Regions from separate parts of the Sus scrofa genome. Here region 2 is linked to region 1. Evidence: chromatin contacts called from public HiChIP or PLAC-seq data. All regions are on one chromosome and are shown on one strand. The core of a region is the stretch at or near the end of the contact, and the rest is flanking DNA. Distances in the headings are between cores, read along the strand shown.

Region 1 (7,249 bases), core at 2,394-4,893:
ATCATTACAACTCAGTTTTATAGCATTTCCATCCCAAACCCCCAGCCTATACCCCCACCCAACCTGTCTCCTTTGGAAACCATAACGTTTTCAAAGTCTGTGAGTCAGTATCTGTTCTGCAAAGAAGTTCATTGTGTCCTTTTTTTAGATTCCACATGTAAGTGAGAGCATATGGTGTTGGTGTCTCACTGTCTGACTGACTTCACTTAGCATGATGATTTCTAGGTCCATCCATGTTGCTGCAAGTGCTATTATTTCTTTCCTTTTAATGGCCGAGTAATATTCCATTCTGTATATGCACCACATCTTCTTTATCCACTCCTCTGTCTATGGACATTTAGGTTGCTTCCGTATCTTGGCTATTGTATCTAGTGCTGCAATGAACACTGGAGTACATGTATCTTTTCAAATCATGATTTTCTATGGATAGATGCCCAGGTGTGGGATGGCTGGATCAAATGGTAATTCTATTTTTGTTTTCTGAGGGATCTCCATACTGTTTTCCACCAATTGACATTCCCACCAACAGTGTAAATAGGGTTCCCTTTTTTCCACACCCTCTCCAGCATTTATTATTTGTAGACTTTTTGATGATGGCCATTCTTGCCAGTATAAAGTGGTACCTGCACATGTATTTTCTTTAGTGTTTCATTCCAGCAAGTCAGAGCCTCACTAAGGAGGAGTGTATAGAGTTCCCTCCCAGGATGGATGTGGCGTGTGTCCGATGACATCTATGCTTCCCAGCTTCCCACCTTGCTCATGGATTGGCCCTCACTAGTTTTAAACTTTTTGTCACCATCAGTCCCCACCCCCATCCTGTTAGGTGAATGGTCTTCTCTCACCTTGGGTTACTTGGTAGGGGTCTTGTCGCTGACACATCGTGCTATATTCCCAGGGTCTCAGAGGGCCCAGGACCCAGGACCACCTGCTTCATGTCTGCTTTTGTGCTCAGATCTGCTCTGATGTCACAGATAAGTTGAATTCAGAACTGGTTGGATTTCTTTGGGTTGAAAGATGACAGCTGATCCACCACTTTGAAGGTCAGGAAACAGGAGGATGATTCTTGAACATGGGTGGTTTTGCTACAATCCCTTTGGTTGGAGGAATGGAACCTAATCCTGGCTAGTTTAGCAAAAATATCATAGGGAAGGTGTTTGTATTATTTTCCGAGGTTGTAATGCATAAACAGTTGGACACACAGAAGCTTTGGATTTGAAAGAAGGAAGCAAGAAAATCAAGCCATGGGACTTGAGGAGGTTGGGCAGGACTGGGGACCCTGGCACGAGTTTTATGACCATTCTCTCCAGGCCAGTGGTTCTCAGCCCCCTATAGAGGCATATGGCCATGTCTGGAAGCATTTTTAGGTGTTTTCACTGGAGTGGGGGGATTGCTTCTGGCCCCCTGCCATGCATAGGACAACAAGAATGATTCAGAATTGTCCAGAATTATCTGTCTTAAAAGTGTCAACCAAGCCAAATTGACCTGACATGCAGTGACTGAGCTCCAGAGTCCAGCAGCTTCTGTGGGTCTCTATTCAAGTTTCAAATTCCCAGGAAAGAGTCTGAGGGATTCAGCTCAGGGTACCTCTCAGTCTTTGCATCAGTAAACTATGTCTTAGACGCCAGGTACTTGGAGCCCATTCGTAATATTGTTGAGCAGTCCTGAGGTCGGCTGAGATTTTCAAGCCAGGAATCCTTCCAGGAGCTAAGTTTTACAGGGTTTGTGATAGCCATTAGCAGACCTCCCCTGTGGCTGAGATCCTGCCCTGCTGGCCCTTTTCATGCAGAGCTATCTGCCCACAGGAAGCATGTCTCACCTTGGTGCCCATCTCAGCAAACAGCCAATTTGTTTGGTCTTTGATCGAAGCCTATGGCATCCTCTTGGGCTCCTTTCCAAAAGAAGATTCATTAAAAAATAATTGTCACCTATTTTTCTAACTGTAAAATTAATTCAGGATACACACTAAGTTGTGGCAATCAGAAAAGCATAAACAAATTCACACACACACACACACACACACATGTACACACACCACATTCTCCACACATATGCATAAATTAAAATCCACCACCCCAAAATAACCACCTCAAACCACTGTCTATAGCTCTGGTCTTTTTTTTCTCTACACATATTATCTTCCAAAATAGCTTCTCATACCCTCATCCTACACATAAGGATTTATATCACTTCCAGCCAGTGCTTTTTTAAAATAAAAGTCTATTAAAATAGAATCAGTGATTTTTCTAAACTTAAGAATATCCTTTTTTGTTAGGTTCTTGAAGACTAGGATGATATCTTAAAACAAAATGCACATCCTGTGTTCTTTCCCTTTCTTTCAGCCATGACAAGGTCAGCTGGGCATCCTAGTAAATGGATCACTGGAAAATTGTAGTGTTTAAGTCAGATGGGAAGAGGAAGATTGGGTTGAAAGGGGAGGAATCACTGGAATAATCCCACGGCAGAGATGGGTTGGCTGAGGTCAAGTGGGCATTTCTCTTCCCACTTTTCCTTCCATGTTCCATGAAATGGAGCCATGAAATTAAGCTTCCCTTTGAGGGAAGCAGCAATTCCATCACTGTCAGGAAGGCACAAATGTTCTTAGAACTAAGGCAACACAAAACTCTCTCACAGGACTTGGCCATGGTTCATGTTTGTTTTAGGGCTACAATGTGGGTTAAAAACCAAACTGCTCGTTGGGGGGTGGGAAGTGAAGGGATGGACTGGGGGTTTGGGATTGGCATATGCACCCTGAGGTATATGGAATGATTGACCCGCAGGGACCTGCTGTAGAGCACAGGGAACTCTACTCAGGATTCTGTGATACTCTATGTGGGAAAAGAATCTGAAAGAGAATAGATGTGTGTGCGTGTGTGTATCTGAATCACTGTATTGTACAGCAGAAAAGATTACAACCCTGCACATTAACTATACTTCATTAAGACTTTTAAAAAAATTAAAAATAAGTAAAAACGAAGCTGCTCAAGACATCAACCTCTCTTCTGGGCAGACTTCTTTCAGGAGCTGAGCCTGGGAGATAGATCATCCTTGCCTTGTCAGCCCTCAACTCCTGGCCGAATATTTCTCTTACAACCCCAATGCATGATCAGTTTTCCATTTAAATGACTGCTTTCTCTCTTAAACAATGGCATCTGTCTCTTAATTCCCTTACATCCTAAAAAACATAACATTTCCCCTTCATAGTTTGGAGAAAGATTCATGGACTGGGCTTGCCAATGGCCTTGAGATAAGGTGAACCAAACAGCTCTTGTTGGAAAGTGCACAGAAAATGCGAAAGACCTTTCCCCCATCTGTAGCTTACTCCTTAATGTTCTTCCCCATCCATCTTTAGATCTGACCCTCAAAAATCAAGGTGAGGGTCATGACATGCCATGTGCATTTCAGCAGTCAGAGCGGGGTTGGTTTGCATATTCAGATGGCTCTTGCTTGGTTTCTGTGTGTGTTTATTCATTTAGTGAATCTTTACTGAACATGCAATGTGTGCTAGATAACAGGATGGCAGTGGTGAGTAATACCATTTAGATTTAACAGGGAAAAGCAGGCAACCAACAGAACATCAGGTGGCTGTAGGGCCTATGAATAAAATAAGACAGCTTACATGATAGCGACAAAGAGGGTTATTTTGGATGGTTGAAGAAGGGAAGGGGTGGAATTTGAGCTCAGATCTGATTGACAAGCAGGGGCCAGCTGTGTAATGTCCTGGGCTAGGGAAGAAAGTGCAGGCAGAGGCAACAGCAGAAGCCCTAAGATGACATGAGATGGGCACGCCTGGGGTGAACCAGGATGGTCAGAAGGACAATGACCTAATGGATAGAGGGTAAGAAGCAGGACTTAAAGCCCAGTGTGTGGTCTGCAGCATTGAAGGACATTGTGGGGGTTTTAGATTTTGGTCTAAGGGAGATGGAAACCCCTCTGGAGAGTTCCAAGGAGAAGAACACTGTAATCTGATTTTACATTATTCTAGGATTCCTCTGGAAGCTGGATGGGAGATGGACACAGGTTCTTAAGTGGGGGCAAGATGGGAAAGAGGGAACAGAGAGGACAGCCAGGGTGCATTCAAGTGGAGATGCCAACACCAAGGTAGCCACAGTCGACTAATGAATATTCACTCCTCATGCCATCATTTCTTCCATTTGCTTGATTAGAGAATTCTGCCCTGAAAGGAAGGATGGTTTTCAGGGGATGTGGTGAAACAGAAAGTCACAGTGATTATGAAGGTCACTGGGTCTGGGTCTGAGGGTCTGGTAGCTCGTGCTGCTTTAGAGGAAAGCAGCATGTGTGTTTAATTGTTAACGACCCCAAAATTCATCCAAGAGTACAAGCAAACCTGCTTAACCACAGGGAATCAGTCTTGGGCACGTTAAAGTCTTGCCAAACCAGAGCTGTGAGCAACATCTGGAGATCCATTGGGCTGGATTTTCCATCATAGGACAGTTCCGTTTTCAGGCTGCCAGATTTCCCCTCTATTTTATTTCAGCAGAAATTGAGATGAGCCCTTTGGACTAGATGTGTCCTTTTTGTGATTTGTGATAACGAGAATAACTCAGGAGTTTGGATTCAGATGGATATATGTTCCAGAGTCAGCCTTGTCCTCTATTAGATTTTATCACACAGAGATTATTTTGCATCTCTGAGTTTCAGTTTACTCCAGGGTAAAATAGAATGAAAGGATTCGTGTGTCAAAGAGCAGCAGAAAAGATTATGATGTGTGACTGGCTAATGCCTTTTTTCAATAAGTCCTCAGACATTTACTGAGCACCTGCTGTGTGCAAGACACCCCACTAGATCTTAGCAGAATGGTTTCCAGTGAGTCAGGTGTGGTTCCTTCCTTAGCCAAGTTCATGGTCTCATGGGAGAAAGAGATAAAACAGAGAACAGAGCAGCAACAGCAACATAGGAGCTGATTAACTACAGTTGGAGTAAATGCTATGAAAAAAAAAAAATACTGATGGCGGCAGGGGCAGCATCCAAGATACTTTGTCCCTGAGTCCACGCCCCTCCCCACACAGTGTCTCGAGATCCTTTCTCTGTTGGCTCAAGCCTCCACTTTTCTGAGCTTCCCCGGTTTGTCTTGGAGACACCTGCTGCTGCAGTCTTCCATGTCTCAAATGCCCATGGCCACGGGTGCAGCCGAATATACAGGAGCTGGGAAATGTGCTTTTCCAGAGTTTGGGAGCCACCTGTTCCTGGGAGTGCCATGGAAACGCACATTCCGTCACTTGATCTCAAGACCCAGGCGGGGGAATTTTCAGCTGTCAGCAGCTGTCTTTTCTGATCCGCTGCTGAGGAGGAGTTTCCAACCCCATGAGAAGCCCATTGTAACCCTCACCGGTGATCCAGTTGCCTCTCTCTGGAGCTGAGAAGGAAGGACGGGTTCCTACAGAAGGATGTGTGGGCATAGCTTTTTAATTGGGGTGGCTGGAAATGTCCCCTCAAAGTATATGTCAAACTGTGAGCACATGGTTTTGCCATGGAGGGGTTTTTAACTTTCAGTCAGTTGTCAAAGCGCCCTAGGGCAGAAACATACTTAAGAATCTCTGCTGCAGAAAACAGCCATGGCTCTGTGGCTTTGTAGCTTCTGGGTGGAGAACATCTCCCAGCCTTTTAGAGGAGGTCAACTGGACACTGCAATAGAGTGTAACCTAAACCTTTGCACACGTCCCCAAAGAGGGCAGAAAGGATGGGGTCTGTCCCCCCTCTCTGGTCCAGGTGACCACATAGGAGGAGACTGAGGCTGTGTATCCTGTTCCCAAGAGTTGCATCATCCATTCTGGAGGTAGTTTCCTGCCATCCTAGGGAGAGCTAGCCCTTCTCTTTCATGAGAGGACATCAGCTAGGGAACTGGAGAACTGATAGGGATCCACCTACCACCAAGTTCTTGCTTCAGGCTCCCCATCTCTGCTGGGGGGTCAGCCCTGTTCATCCAGGGCTCTTGGTGTCCAAATCCCAAAGGGGACTAAGAGGGGAACAGAATGACCAAGAGAGCTAGACATTGTAGCCTTTCTCCAGGAAGAGACCGATGGTGGCCCCACTGACAAGAAATGGCTGAGTGACACTTCTGCCTTTTCCATGCAGTTCTAGAAAGACTCTGGTGTAGGAGTTCTGAAGCCTGCACCCTTGCTCCAGATATTCCCCTGCATGTCTATGCCTCCCTCCCTAAGTAAGTCTCCCGGCATCTCTGATCCTCATTTGTACACGTAAATTGGAGAAGATCAAAGCAGCATTTGTCCAACATAGACACATACACATCTGAGTGTATGTGTGCAAATGTATGCACAGGCTGCTTTGGTCCATGATTTCAGGTTTCAGTTCTGTTTATAGACCCCTCATAAGGGGAACCCAAAGCCTCATCTTCAATCATAGTTTCTAAACTTCAGACATTCAAAAGCTTTGCAGCATCAGTACTTCTATGTATTTCATACTTTTTTTCCAACTGATTTCGGTTTTTGTTTGTTTATTTTTTGCTTTTTAGGGCCACACCTGCAGCATATGGAAGTTCCCAGGCTATGGGTCGAATAGGATCCTTAATCCACTGAGCAAGGGCAGGGATCAAACCCACATCCTCATGGATGCTAGTCAGGTTTGTAACTCACTGAGCCACCATGGGAACTTTTGATTTAGTTTTTGTACCTGATATAAATTAATTCACAGAAGGAGCAGTTTCACCTCTACTTCCAATATACAGTCACCATCACTAGGTATAAATACATAGTATCTGCTGAGAAGACATTGTCAGTGCCAACTAGAATGGGTACAATAAAAAATATAGGCACTAACAAGTGTTAGCCAGAATGTGGAGAAGTAGGAATATACATCCATTGCTGATGTGAATGTAAAATTTTGCGGCCCCTTTGGAAAACAGTTTAGTAGTTTCTCCAAAAGCTACATAGTTACCACAGGACCCAGCAATTCCACTCCTAGGTATGTATCCAAGAAAACTAAAAGTATCCTATACTCACACAAAAATCCTGTTCACAGATATTCATAGAAGATGATTCATAAGAGCAAACAACAGAAAAGAAACAACCTGTATGTCCATCAATTCGTACATGACTAAACAAAAAGAGGTATATTTCAGGAGCTCCCCCTGTGGCACAGTGGATTAAGAATCCCACTGCAGCAGCTCAGGTCATTATGGAGGCATGGATCCTTAGCCTCCAAGTGGCACAGTGGGTTCAGGATCCAGCATTGCCGCAGCTGTGGCGAAGGTCCCAACTGCATTGCTGATTCG
Region 2 (7,249 bases), core at 2,997-5,496, 250 kb before region 1:
TAATTGATAAATGGATTGATTGTTTAAAAATAATTCCTCTTTGAGCATGAGAACAAGAAGCTTTAAATATAGCCCCTGTGAAAGCAGCTCCTGGCCTACCAGCCAGGTTGCAGATGGGGAAAAATTGGTTTTGAATTGAATATTCGAGTATGTTTACTTTGTTATTAAAATGATTTAAAATGGAAGTTTTGGGGGGTGGCAGTAAATAGAAAATGTCAGCATGCTCATTTCAAGTAACAAGGTTTGAGGAATTGATTGAATAATCAATTTGGTTATGAGCAGAATTTCAAACATCGAAATAATTTGCTGATACCCCCCTGAGGGGGCAGCCCACTGAATGTTCTGTTCTGTCTGTTTAACCTCTGGACTCCAGAGTAGAGAAATCATCACACAGCCCAAACTTGATTTATGGGGAACAGCTGTCTCCCGCTTGTGTCACAGTGATAGAATGGTTTACTGTCTTGGGTGACTCTCATTCCTGGCAGAGGAGGCACGTGTTCAAAGCAGGTGGGAAGATGAGAGGGTGCAGGCTGAGAAGCGGGAGAGAAAACACTATCCAGGGAGTCTTTTATGCTAACAGAAGCTGAACACACAAAACACACACTAGGTACAAATCCCTTGATCTCTTATAGGCTACTGAGTCTAGACTGTCCCTGGATCCGATGTGTTTCCTTGTTGGCTTTCTTAGAGTTTGTATGATCAGTCAGTTCGTTAACTCAGAGGTGCATAATAAGATGTTCTGTCCTTTGTTTTGAATCAGCGTAATTCTGAATCCAGTCTCCTATCTTACTTGTCAGGCAAAATAATACATTTTCAGCCATCCTACAGCTCACCGTGTTCCTAGGCATGTGCAGAGGTCTAGGAGGTGTGACTTGCACAACACCGAGAAGGCAGTGGGGATGGGTCATGGACCATCTGTTGATAGTGGTTACCAAGGCAACATCTGCTGTGTGGTGCCCCCCTGATTCCTCTTGACTTGGTGGCTCAGTTACTTCTCTGTCATCCTTAAGAACAATGGCTCTGCTTGGAAGCTGCAAACCCTGGCCCTTAGAACTAGCTTTCCTAGGGTCACTGTGCAACTCTCTTCTTCTTGGGACTCAGAGATGTCTGGCCCATTTGTCATCTTCAGAGCGCCTTCTCTCCCATTACCTCTCAAAGGCACTCCCACCACTCTCCCAGTCACCTTTTAAGCTACCTGCTCTAATCTCTCTCATGAATTTCTGATAAAAAAAGTCATAGACTCCAATACCAACAAAACTTAGGCAAGTGGGTGAGTGAGGCCAACATGATGTGATACAGACAAGATGTGTGGGGACCATGGTGAACAGGAGAACATAATTCAAGTTTGAAGATGCTCAGATTTAATTGAAAAAAAGACACCACTCTACTGGTCAAATGAACCAACCCTCTATATATTTCCTTGACTTAGGCTTTAGCTAAAGGAAAGAAAAAAAGTAATTTCAGATGATATCTTTGTATTTCTGTGTGCCAAGAAAAGGATGTGGGGGGAGTGAGTTGGACGTGAAGGTGGAGGAAGAAAGGAGGCAAATATGGAGAGAAAAACACATTAATATTGTCAAACTTTATCTTGCTATGCACATCTTGAAGAGGAGGAAGAGAGTGTGGATTTGCACTGATCTAGTGACCTCTGGCATAAAGAGACTTACTCTTTCCTTTAGTTGATTGCAGTCAAACCATTTGTATGAAACAGCCCCATGCAGGGATGAACTGACTTCAGTGACCGCGTGAGAAGGAGAGGGGATTTTGGAGGAGGTGAGAGATTTCTCTAAGTTGAGATTCAAAGACCAGAGCCCAGTTGGTCTCCACAGCTCACTTGCCCTAAGTTGAAATGAGACTTCTCCCTTTATAGGACACTTGCCTTGTAACTCTCATTATGGAAAAGTGCATTTGGTGAATATAAAATGTAGATAAAGTATGAGATAATCTCTCTCTCTTATCTATCTATCATCAATCTAATCTATCATCTGTCATCTATCAATCAAGTCTGTCATCTTTTTCTATCTTTCTATCATCTATCAATCATAAATCTAATTTATCATCTATAGGTCATCTATCAATCTCGTCTATCATATTTTTCTATCTATCTATTCAATCTCGTCTATCATATTTTTCTATCTATCTATCTATCTATCTATCTATCTATCTTTTCTACTAATGTAGCAATATCTTAATTCAGAGTAGGAGATACTAAAGATAAAATACACATTAAATTTAATTGTGAATGTTCTGTATGAACTCTGTATCTGAAGTGCAGTGTTCAGTGTGTGTGTGTCTGTTCTTACATCCCAGATAAGATCAAGAGGCATCTACAAACATAAGTATCCCCAAGAGCCAGGCCCATAAGCCAAGGAATCCATTTGCCAAGTAACGTCTGGTCTCAGGGACGATTGGGAGCAGTGGAGACTGTGGAAAAATGGAAAGCATTTGCATCTGATGAGGGCAGCTGCTACTCAGCATTAGCCCATTGTCACCACGGTGGAAATACTGATCTTACATTGCTGGAGCATCTAGTAGTTCTAAAGAAATGGTACTTCTAGATTTTCATTGGAAATGTCCTGGTCTCTCAATATTGGCAAATAAGTTACATTAAAAAAAAAAGGCAGGATTAGCCCAAAGAGCATCTTCAGGGTTTTTCCTGCCTATTGATTTGAAACAGCTGTATCACCCATTGGCCTCCACTGCATCCCAAGTGCCGACCCAGAGATTGATACACAGTAGATGCTCAGTAGAGTATCTGTAGAATCAGTGAATATGAACACACATAAATAGTTAAAGAACAAGTGCTCAGTGATGGTTCCCCAAGGTTTTCTATCAGGAAGGGCCTATCTTGTCCTCTGTGCAAATCTAGAATTAGTGGAGATTGTGTGTGGAGCTATCCATTGCCAAAAGCAATGAAGATGATGGACTTCCTGTTTTTCTTGACTGCGTGACAAAGTGTGTCCAGGATGTCTCCAAAGGAGGAGGACCAGCCCTTCTCGTTTGCTTGGAGCTGTCCCAGTTTTAGCTCTGAAAGTCCCACATCTCAGAAAATCCCCAGCTCCTCTCAAACCGGGGACAGTTGGCCACCCTCCTCTCCATCCTTTTGGCTGTGCCTCAGTGGCCTCTAAAATGCCATAGGTCAAGGTGGATGCGCGATGGAGCCTTCGCCAGCTGTTGGCAGCGGTTGTTTTCCTGCCTCCCGGATGAAGCCAGCTTTGAGGATCTCTCCATCACTGTTTGTCTAATGGTATGTCTTGGCATTGGCTCTCCCCAAACCACTCAGCTATTATGCATCTTGATGGCACTGTCGATGGGCTCTTGTAACAGGTGCCCTGCCACCTGCCCAGTGCTGCAGAAGACTCCACCATGTAGCGAATGCATTTTAATTATTTAGGTGACATTTTGCCTTATGTAATTTTAGAGAGAAATGTAAATCAGCCAGGGTCTCAGCCAGTTTCTCTGTGTGATGTGTAGATACATAACTAATGGTCAAAACTCAGGCCTGAGCGAGAGATCATTTTTTTCCCCTCCCTCTCTCCTAATGTACAAGATGTATTTTAATATTAATTCCTCCTTTATCCATATATCAATAATTGAGCACTGCATCAATTAATATGCCGGGCAAATTGCATTCCCCATCCTCTCGTTCGCAATGTATTTCAGTAATGGAGATAATTTTCAAGATAAAGTATACAATTTAAAATGGATTAAAAAGAACAACTAATAAAGGAGAATTGATTCAGGGGAGAAAAAAAATTTCTTGGATGATTTCAGGAAATCTTAAGCTGTGCATCCAAGCCTGTGGCTTGTGTAAGGAGAGTCGGTTGAAATGATCCGGTTGTACACATACTGCAACCTTCCCCCAGTCGGCAATTGCAAAGGATGAGGGAGAAGAAAGCATGCATGCACACACACACAGACACACACACACAGATACACACACAGACACACACACACACACACACACACATCTGGTGTCCTAAGGAGACGTGTGTATCATCTCAGTCCATAGGTTAGAAAGGCTAAACATTTGTGCCAGTAAGTCTTTCTGAGGCTTTCCATTTGCTGGGTTGAGTCGGTGGGGCTTGGTTTTGCTTTTGATTTGCTGAATTGGCACAGCAGCCTCAACGGCCCATCCTCCGTCCCCCCTTCCTGCCCATTCCCGCACACACCCTGGCTGAGAGCCCTGCGCCGCGATGGGCAGGCGGCAGCTGCAGCGTGGGCAGCAGGCAGCCTCCAAGCCCGCAATGACACGACGGGGTCGGTAGATGGCTGTAGACAAGTGTGCTGAGCTGTGTGCGCTAACAGCAATGAGTCTGGGGAGGCCTTGACCGGACTGGATGCTGCTTTTATCTGAAGTACATTTAAAGAGATAAAGGGGAAGCCGGGTTACTGCACATGTTCTTTTCTCTGCGGCTGGAGCTTTACTTTGAGCTTAAAAAAAAAAAAAAAAAAAAAAAAATCTCAGATGCTGGCCTCCCAGAGTCAGCGGCTCTGTGCAGATGTGCCTGTCTCCAGAGGATCGGCTGCCTTCCTGTAAATTCCACCAGTGGGGACTTCCGTGACCCTCCCACCAGCCATCAGGAAATGGTGTAGCACCCGCCTGGTTAGGATTACACCATCGCTGTTGTTATTACTCCTACAAGCATCATCAGGGTTTGTGGTCGTCACTCTTGCTGGCTGCCTAAAGTGTGTCTGGATTTTTGCTCATTAAGGAGCCACACCAGGAATTTGTGACCAAAGCAGCCTTGACAGGAAAGAGAGGAAAAGCAAGAGTTAGGAAGAGAGAGAGAGAGAGAGAGAGGGAGGCAGCCTGAAGCAAGTCACATCACACTCAATGCCACTGAAGGAATGCTATCCTCATAAACTCATAAACAAGCACACCAAACCTTAAGGACTTGACAGGAAAAGGCAAGATTTTCTACCCACTGGTTTCAGTTTTTCTTCCAGACACTCTGGGTGAAGTAAGGAGACTTCTGTTTGCTGACAGAGAGCCTTGATTTCTCTTTCAAGATGATGATGTATTTGTGGGTAGGTAGCCTCTCTCTCTCTCTCTCTCTCTCTCTCCCCCTCCTCTCTCTTTCTCTCTCTCTCTCATTCTCTCTGATTAATAAATTGACTTCGGGGATAAAGATTGCAGCCCAGAGTAATCGCATTTTGTGTAAGGTGATTATGCTTGTGGCAGAATAATCTTGCACTGCTACACTACATGTGCCTGCGTTTCCAGTGGGAGTTTAGGCAGGACCTGCTTCATTAGCATTAAGCTGCAGTTTTATTTGCAGTTGTAAAAAGGAAACAAAAAAAAAAAAAAAAGAGAGAGAGAGAGAGATGGGGGAGATGCATGGTTTTCTCTTTTCTTGAAACACTGTGATGGTCATTCAGCAAGAAATTTTTTTTTTATTTAAATAAAGAAAAGGTCTGGAAAAGCTGATCCAGGCATGAGTCAAATTCTGCCTCACTTGTAGCTTAAGAAGAATGAATTGTTCTGAGTGGTGGTGGTTCTTGTTTGTTTGTTTTGTTTTCTCTCACAAGTGACTACTTATTTGTCATTTGGGGGCCGAGTGTCGGAGATGCGAGCTGAGTTTCTTATTCTCCTTCACCAGGTGTGTGTTGTGTGTGTGCATTTTACAGGATTGGTCTGGTAACAGATTTCCCTTGTAACCTGTTCTGGCTTACTGATAAATATTATTTAGTTATTGTTTGTTTCCTTGTTTGTTTTCAGGAGATAGCATTCAAATAAAAGCGCTGAAGTGGTAACCTGTCGTTTCGATTTCCACTGTTGCACTGTCAAGGCAATTTTAAAAAACAGAAATCTAGCATGAAAGGCTTAGAAAAATGTCTCAATCATGTTTGGTTTGTGGGGGACACATCCACATCCTAGTTGGGTTTTGCCACTGAAGGAGTCGTGTGCCTTTATCAGCCAAAGACCTGGCTCTGTGATTTCATGTGAAAGACGGGATGCTCCCTGCGGTTTGAAGGGAGGGAGGCATTTGCTACATAAAACGTGCTTCTCTTTTTCGTCAGTATCATCATCGTTGTTGTTTTTTGTTGTTCAGCGTACTTGGGAAAAACCTCTCCTTATTTTCCTCCCTCGGATCGTTCTTCTAGTTCAACTCAGATCCGTGAACTTATCGCTCTGGGGGAAAAAAGCCTCTGTGTTCAAAACCTCTGTTCTTTGACCTCTGCTGGTGTCTCCGCTTTAGCCCTCAGTGAGCAGTGCCACGTCGACCTTTTTTTTTTTTTTTTCCTCTCCCCCTCCTCTGTTCCTGTGTACATTTTCTTTTACTGTGACTTTAGCTCCATTTCCACCTGGTTTATTTCTACCTGATTCAATATCATGAATTCCACCAGTGGGGGACAGGCTATCTTGCTCATGATTTTGTTTCATTTCAGGGCAAGTTTTCATCTTTAAACTTGCTTGTCATGAAAGAGGTGTTTGGAAATACAGAATCACGAGAAGCATAAACTTCGCATAAACTTTGTAGAGACAGTTTTACCAAAAAATGCTGAATTCTCATGTCATTTCTTTTTAACAGTAGAGGTGGAAACAATTAAAATTTTGAATGTTTACAAATGCTGATTTTTAAGCACGAAGAATATTTGTCACGTAGGATCATGGCAGAATGGAAGTAACTGCTGGTGTTTGAGAGAAAGGAGTCTTATGTTGGTTTTTTATTTTGTGAGTGGATCCTGGCTAATTGTAAACAAATTTCAATATTTTTAAGCAGTGGGGAGTAACAGTTTGCCAGATACAATTTTTCTCTGAGTTGCTAAGAGGTGCCCCTTGATTTTATTTATGAAGTTTGCTGGCTCTTAGACCTGTGCATCTTTGCAACTCCCAGCAGAGGGGAAGACACTACATGTTCCAGGCCCTCTCCCAGGCCCTGAAAGCTTGCTAACCTGATTCCTGGTAATTACTCCTTGACCTGCAAAAGCTGCATCCCTCAATTTCTATTTTCTTCGTTCTGACCAATGCTTTTTTAGTGCTGTATGTTTTTATTAACTGCATTTATCAAACTGAAAAAAAAAACAAAAACGGTTACTATCTCTTTGCCTTGTGTGCGAGTATTCTTTTACAAGTTCAATTCCAGTTTTGGTTTTTTTTTTGTTTGTTTGTTTTTTGGTTTGCATTCAAAAAAATGGCAGACTTGAAATTGGAACAGCTGGATCCATGCTGTTTAAGGAGATATGAATTAGTGAGCTGGCATTAACACTGTGGGGTTGGAGGGTTTTTCTCATTCTTTCTTCT

What was found. HiChIP or PLAC-seq counts read pairs in DNA pulled down with a chosen protein or histone mark.
Region 2: a contact with region 1 is called in an H3K27ac HiChIP or PLAC-seq map of skeletal muscle. The contact joins two enhancer-like sites. A contact is called at or near these places in 1 of 47 Hi-C or Micro-C datasets (fetal skeletal muscle) and 1 of 2 datasets of contacts at active chromatin or transcription factors (skeletal muscle).

What each region holds. Positions count from the first base shown.
Region 1 is chr3:35,305,320-35,312,568 of Sscrofa11.1, reverse strand. The region is part of intron 7 of RBFOX1 (RNA binding protein fox-1 homolog 1); the gene reads left to right. Among named protein-coding and RNA genes, the nearest start is that of TMEM114, 1.2 Mb to the right of the region's middle. Within about 2 kb of position 3,643, at least 3 of the 83 cell types and tissues checked have an H3K27ac peak or open chromatin away from gene starts, as enhancers often do. A contact at or near this core is called in fetal skeletal muscle and skeletal muscle, where this site is marked.
Region 2 is chr3:35,556,173-35,563,421 of Sscrofa11.1, reverse strand. All of the region lies in intron 7 of RBFOX1 (RNA binding protein fox-1 homolog 1), which reads left to right. Among named protein-coding and RNA genes, the nearest start is that of TMEM114, 1.5 Mb to the right of the region's middle. Within about 2 kb of position 4,246, at least 2 of the 83 cell types and tissues checked have an H3K27ac peak or open chromatin away from gene starts, as enhancers often do. A contact at or near this core is called in fetal skeletal muscle and skeletal muscle, where this site is marked.